Linked DNA regions of Macaca mulatta: region 1 is linked to region 2. The links are chromatin contacts, called in public Hi-C maps. All regions are on one chromosome and are shown on one strand. The core of a region is the stretch at or near the end of the contact, and the rest is flanking DNA. Distances in the headings are between cores, read along the strand shown.

Region 1 (3,487 bases), core at 235-2,734, 110 kb after region 2:
AGGCAGGGTTTCACCATGTTAGCCAGGATGGTCTCGATCTCCTGACCTCATGATCTGCCTGCCTCGGCCTCCCAAAGTGGGATTACAGGCATGAGCCACCGCACCTGGCCCTAGGTGATATTTCTAAAGGCCACCTTATATTTTAAGTAAATTGAACGGTTCCAGTTATAAAAATAAGTATTAACAACCCTATTCTAATTTCTTATTAGTTACAAAAATTTCCTGTTCACTTTTCTGTCTTCTCCACTAGAGTACAGATTTCTTGAGGATAGGCACCTAACAGGTCTACAACACCGTGATTGCTAAATAAATACTGAACTAATACATTAATATAATGAGAAGTTACATTTAAAAAACCCACATGGTACCATCTAATATTATTTTCAGGCTCTTCTTGCTTGCAAAACATATGCACATTTATTCTTTTTTTTTTTTTTTAAGGAGTCTGGCTCTGTAGCCCAGGCTGGAGTGCAGTGGTGAGCTCTGGGCTCACTGCAATCTCAGCCTCACAGTTCAAGCAATTCTCCTGCCTCAGCCTCCCGAGTAGCTGGGATTACAAGCACGTGCCACCATGCCCTGCTAATTTTTGTAATTTTAGTAGAGACGGGGTTTCACTATGTCGGCCAGGCTGGTCTTGACCTCCTGACCTCAGGTGATCCACCCGCCTCGGCCTGCCAAAGTGCTGGGAATTACAGGCGTGAGCCACCGCACCTGGCCAAAACATATGTACATTTATTCTATCATTTAGTGCTTCCAAACTAGTTCAACTATAGTCATCATTGCCATTATACAGGTGAGAAAACTGAGTAACACACTTATTCCAAGGAACTGGCAAGGAAGCTGCAGTAGTCGAACTTGAACCCAGATCTCTTAACCAGTAAGGTAGCGACTTGTCCACTACTTCCTGTGGAATTCATTAAAGGCCGACTCCCAGCATGAAATTGAATGAATGGGATGAATACAACTTCTAGTGAGAAAGTATGATAAAAAGTGCTTGCTCTGTTACCGAGCAACTGAAAAAAAAGTTTTTTTTTTCATTCCATCATTATTAATACAATTCAAAGTACATTCTGTGAATTTAAAACATAAATGATGAATAAATCAACATACTCCTGGCTTTTTTGAAAATTTTTCCCTCTGCTCTTTAACTCTCACCTACCTCCTTCCTTCTTTCTTTTCTAAGCCTCATAGAGGGCGCTCACAAAGTGCTACTTATTGATTGAAGAAGCTCCACTCAAAAAACACACCTCACACTGCAACCGAGAGACGCAGCGCCACCACCTCGGGCTTCCTTCTCTTTTCCACGCAGGAGGCGGGGCCAATTTCCCTCATTCAAATAAAAAACCAGAATTTGCATGGGGAATGGCTAGTCCTTGAGCTTATTGGCTGATAGCACAGTGGGCGGGGTACATATCACGAGCCCGGAGCCCCGCCCACAATAATTTGCATAACGGCCCCGGCGCGTGCAAGGGAGAAGCGGGTTTGTTTTTGAATCTGCGGAGGCGGCGGCGGTGGCAGCGGCGGCGCGGAGACTGAAGCGCGCGAAAAGCTGAGGCGGCAACGTCGGGGACGGCTGCGCGGGACGGCTCTGTAGGAAGGAACTTGGTTCCCCCTCCCTCAGCTTCCGCCCCAAAAGGTATATGTGAATCCCAGGGGCTGTTAAAACCACAGTTTCTTAAATTACTATTGTATTTCTGAGGAGTCAAGACCGCATTATGGCGGCTGCGGGAGTTGTGTTTGCGCCTGCGCGGTTGCGGAGCTGCGGGCGGCGCTGCATGGGAGCACGTGATCTTGCGGGGTCGGGCTCTAGCTGCAGTTGTGCAGCTGGCGGGGCGGTGGCTGCGCAAGCGCAATATTCATTTTCGAGATCTAATGTTCTTGTTGGACGCCATTTGGGTTCTAGATTTAATTTTCCTCGTTCTTGAGGGGTTTCTTTGTGTTACCCTTAAAATCTCACATTTTTCAAGAAAAACATTTCTCTAATGTTGTACTCCTGGGCCGACCTCAAGCTCTTCTCTGTTTTTTCGATTTTTTGAGAAGCTGTGGACTTAATTTTCTGTGAAACTGATTGTCTTTTTTGGTTCTTGATTATAATTTCAGTTTTAAAGTATTGCTGGATTGAGGTTTATATTTAGGGTGGTAAAGATCAGCACCTAGTGGTGTTCTCACGGGAAGTGCATTTATTTGGACTGCATATTTGCAAATACATTTTTAACCCTATTTTTACCTGTTGTGTTATGAATGTGTGGAATGTTTACAAAACAGAAAGAACTTTAGTTTTGGGAATATTGGGGGAAAGGGAATAGTGGAAGAAATTACAGTGTGATCGAAAATGAAATCCCAATCTGAGGATTATTTTGGTTTTAAATATTTGATCCTAAGTAAATGAAGTTTTAATTTTGATCAGTTTGTATGTTTCTGGGCATTTGGATTTTACATGTTTTAAGTTCTTTAGGTGACTTGTTCATTACTGCTTCAGCTAGATAATTGTTGCTTTTTAAATTAACTCATTTTCTTAGCATTTTTGTTTGCTATGATATGTAAGCTATAACATTTATTTGGTAAATTTTTCTGATGAAGAATTCTAGAAAGAACATCCATTACCCTGAGGCCTCTTTGAGGAAAGTGGACCATTAATAAAAAAAAATCTGTTCTTTTAAACACTGCTGTATACATGTGTGTTAGATGCAGCTGTGTTTGATTTTTTAATTGTAAGTGTGTTCCTGGTTTTATTAATAGTTTTTTTAGGGAAAGTAATTATAAATATGCTACTGATTAGTTTAAAATGGTAGTGTCAACTGTAGTTAAATCTTATGTAACACATCTGGGGGAAGTTATATAAGATTTGTTATGATTCTCCCGTTGTGCAAATTCTTTCTTACTAGGCAAAAAAAAATGCAAATGTTTTCCGTAGATTTCATCTGTGGCTCATATATACAACAACTGGTTTCTTGGTTGGTTATAACTCTAAGTTTGAATCAGTCTACTGTCAAATGAAGACGTGCCTTTTGCTTTATAATCTCTGTTAATTTAGGGAAATTTTTATTGCCTAAAACAAATGCCATTAGTAAATATTAACTAGATGTAATTGAAAGTAATACTTTTGGTTGGTGGATTTTTAAATGACGTCACATATGAGATAGAATGGAGTTAGGAAAGATTCTTCTTTTTTTCTCAACAGAATATTTGACCTGATGTAGTTCCTGAATCTCTAAGGTCTTCTACACACAAAGTATATTTAGAGGACAGTTGTGTAATTTTCTCCCTTTTATGTTTCTGGGGTGGTTACCTAGCAGCCCTTTTCTACCACATGCTATTTCAGGCATTTTAGAGTAGAAAATACACATAAATGTTTAGGTTAACAAAAGAACTTTGATCTTAGGGCATGGTACACCTTACATTTCCAGAAAAATGAAATACTTTGGTGTATATATTTAAGCGTATGTTTTCATTTGAATATACAGATGATTGCTTCTTAGGTTAATAT
Region 2 (3,731 bases), core at 91-2,590:
TTCAGTACATTGCACACATAAAATGAACATGAAACCAGGTTTGGAGAGTGATTCTTAGTAACGTAGCCTTGCATTTGTGCTTCGACATAAAATTGAGACATTCTCAAGAGGCCTTGGGACATGGTGACATGTTGCGCAGTTTGGCCAGCAGAGGGAGACCAGAGAGTCGTGAAGCTCCCAACGAAGCCACACCCAGATTAGGGTTGCTTATTATCTGTCTCTTCTCTGAATTTTCAAAAAACACAAAAAGAAAATGAGACATTCTTGAAACAAAGCCCCTTTTTTTATTGAAGCAAAATCCGCATAACATAAAACTAGCCCTTTTAAAGGGTGCAATTAAGTGGCATTTACCTCATTCACAGTGTTACGGAACCGTCACCTCTATCTAGTTCCAAAACGTAAGAAATGCTTAAATTTTCTATAAAGAGAACTTGCAAAAGCCCAGGCCTGTTGTATCCTCCTTATTTCGTCACATTCCCAGTTTTGTGTCCACCGGCATTCTGTCAGGAATTGTCCCCATGCGTTCCCCCAACAGCCTTCGTCACTGTACAATTCATGGACTCGGATTCAGGGTTACAATTACAGGTTCGAAAACCAAAAACATCCCAATCCTTTAGTTCTTCCTCTAGGAATTGCACAGTTGCAATAGACAAGCCAGTATAGGTGACTTTTAAAAATTCTATACATACTATGTTTGTCACTTCTCAGCAAAGGAATGAATAAATTGTTTTAATTTAAATATGGTTACAAAACGGAAATGAACAATGTACTACACCAAAGCCCTTCAGTCTTTGATGGGAAATTTAAAGTTATTCCCATCCAGAGTGAAAATTAAAGTTATTTCTAGGTTGGGATGCGAGCCAAGATTTTAAGGGCACCATGTCAACTGGTTAGATAACAACTTTGAGGAAAGCAGAACTTAATGTAATAAAAGCAGAAGGTTTACAATCTAAATCCACTTTTTTATTAAAGAATTTAATCTGCTTTATGGGGTCTTGGCCCAGGGAAGGGTAAAAAAAAAGAAATGCCAAACTGGAGAGGCCGGGGGAGGGGAATGGCTGTAGATGACTCTGGGAAAACAGGAGGGAGGGAAACTGAAGCGCGAATGAGGCCGGATCCGCCCTAACAAAGAGGCAGAAACTGTGTCTCAACAGCCACCAAATCCAGTTCAGGGCGGTTTGAGCCAGTTTCTGAGCTGGATTGAGAACAACAGCCTCGGCAGAGACTTCACTAGGGTGAAACAGAAAATCCAGCATGGACTTCACAGAAAGACCTGGATTTGGCCTGGACTCGCTGGAGCCTAAAGCTGCTTCCTGTAGTGGCAAAGTGAGATAAAATATAAGGCCTGGAGCATGGACAGTGGCCTCTTCCAGAAAGAGAAATCACACAGCACTGTCTCTGTGCCATAATCCAGTCCGCATTTTCTGTCTTGCTGCTCCTAATTGCGGCTGGTAAGGGAAAAAGGGCCTCAGGGTATCAGTTTTCAGAGAAAGCTGGCTGCAATGTTGGGGGAGGGGAAGATTATGTGTCTCCCGTAGTTTAATGTGTGTGCCTGGTGGGGGGGAGGGGGGGAAATGTGCGAGAGGGTCTGAAGGAGAGGGAACAGCACTTCACACCCTGCAGTTCACACCACCTTTCCAACAGCTTTGCTGCATTATTGCACAACCTCAAAATACACTGAACATAGGCTTTGTGGGAGCGCCCCACATACAAGTGGCACTTGTACAAGTAATTATCAGACCTCCTTCAGCCCTATGCATGAAATGGCAGTAGCCATACCCAATACTGTCAACATTCTCTTTTCACCTGCGTCCAGAAATACATACAAGCCGTACATGCCTTTCTCAACTGAGAGACACAGCAGTATTAGGTAACAATGGAATGATAATCCTGTCCTCCGCTCCCTTCCCCCAAGTGCCAGAAGCTCCCAAGATCTGATCAGTCCCACCCTGAAATGGCTCCTCTAACACTGTCTAGTAGACTGAACTGTGGCCTGCAGCTGTGGAGGGTGTGCACTGCCTGCGGCCAAGCTTGGCTCAGAACCTTCCCGAACCAGTACAGCCCTTCCCCACCAAAAATTCCTAGGAGTTCTACACAAAGTCCAGGTCGGCCTGGTGGGACAATGTGTGTGTGTAAATTCCCTCTCCCCTAAGTGTCCAAAGATGTTTAGAATCTTCCAGAGGCACTAATTAAGTGCCTCCAGACCCAGGGCTTCTCTGACTGGAAGTCAGCCCTGGTGCGAGCTGGGGGGCAGGGCACGGAGCTTACAGCTCTCCCATGCACAGGCTCAATTACAAGCAGGGCTGTAGGTTTCAGAAATACTCCTAAGAGACTGGGGAAGGGAAAAGGAAGAAGGTCAGCTGAAAGATGTGAAAATGCTATTTTATTCCTTTACCATAGATACATAGATGGAAAATTGGAACACAATCCACTCTGCATTATTAATGTGCGAAAATCAAACACACGAAACATGTTGCTGACATTTTCTATTTAATGTTTATTACACAAGTAAGTAACTCATGAAGCTCTTCTACATCTATTTCACTCACTATTAAACCTGGACTGCTGGGGATTCTGCTAGGTCTTTCTTTTAGGATTTGTTTCTTTTTTGGTAGGGGACAATGAATTGCCCCACATGAAGATGCAGTAGGCTGGATAGGATAACAGTAATAACCGCCGGGTGCCGTGGCTCACGCCTGTAATCCCAGAATTTTGGGAGTTCAAGGCGGGCGGATTGCCTGAGGTCAAGAGTTTGAGACCAGTCTGGCCAACATGGTGAAACCCCGTCTCTACTAAAAAAAATACAAAAACTAGCTGGGCGTGATGGTGTTCGCCTGTAATGCCAGCTACTCGGGAGGTTGAGGCAGGGGAATTGCTTGAACCAGGGAGGCAGAGGTTGCAGTGAGCCGAGATTGCACCACAGCACTCCAGCCTGGGCGACAGAGTGAGACTCCATCTCAAAAAAATTAAAACAAAAATAAATTTAAAAAAAAAACAGTAATAACCATAATACTGAGAGCTCACTATAAACCAGGCAGTACCGAGTGTTTCATATCTTAAATTATAACACACACACCGTACATTTCCGAGTTAGGAATTAATGTCCCCATTTCAGAGATGAGGAAAATGAAGTTTGGAATGATTTGGTACTTTACCACGTTACACATCTCTAATGTGGCAGGCAAAGATTCTGGCTCCAAAATCCATACATCTAAGCTGATGCTATACCCGCCACCTCACTGGCAACGGGTTATAAACCCTTTTTCAGATCTTACTACGTGTCAGCCTACTTCCGGCTGGGGGAAGATGGTCATAGCGAGAGGGGAAGAATTGGTTCAGTGATGAGAACATGGTTGGTTCCTGCCTTCAACAAGCTTTCAATCTAATGACTGTTTTTTTCAAGGACAATTCAGAACAGTCTGACAGGGATTTTTTTTTTTTTTTTCCCTGCCTTTCGGCCTCAGAGGCCATCTGGGAAAAAGAGTTTAGAATTTCCCTGCCATTTCCGTGCTGTGCGGGGAGGAACATTTGAAATCGGGCCTGGCGGGGTACCAGCAGGCAACACAAGCAAGCGGGGTGGAGAGGGGCAGGGCGAGGCCCCGGGAGCCGTCACCATGGCAACCCAGCCTGCTTTCCAGAACAATGTCTGTAACCAGGAAAACAGCTCCAGAGAGCTCGCTCTTCATAATCCCCGTGGCCTGTCGGGCCAGGGAATGCACAAGGGGGATTCT

The links. Hi-C and Micro-C count contacts between places; a contact is called where the count stands out from the background.
Region 1: a contact with region 2 is called in a Hi-C map of fetal cortex germinal zone, with 3 times the contacts expected there. The contact joins the promoter of ATF7IP here to the enhancer-like site in region 2. A contact is called at or near these places in 6 of 14 Hi-C or Micro-C datasets (CD4 T cells, blood, cortical neurons and 3 more).

Annotation. Positions count from the first base shown.
Region 1 is chr11:16,812,537-16,816,023 of T2T-MMU8v2.0, forward strand. It overlaps ATF7IP (activating transcription factor 7 interacting protein), which reads left to right and starts at 1,485. Exons shown (of 15, transcript XM_015151191.3): 1 at 1,485-1,636.
Region 2 is chr11:16,702,836-16,706,566 of T2T-MMU8v2.0, forward strand. No RefSeq gene overlaps it. Among named protein-coding and RNA genes, the nearest start is that of ATF7IP, 110 kb to the right of the region's middle. Within about 2 kb of position 1,341, at least 34 of the 40 cell types and tissues checked have an H3K27ac peak or open chromatin away from gene starts, as enhancers often do. A contact at or near this core is called in CD4 T cells, blood, fetal cortex germinal zone and 2 more, where this site is marked.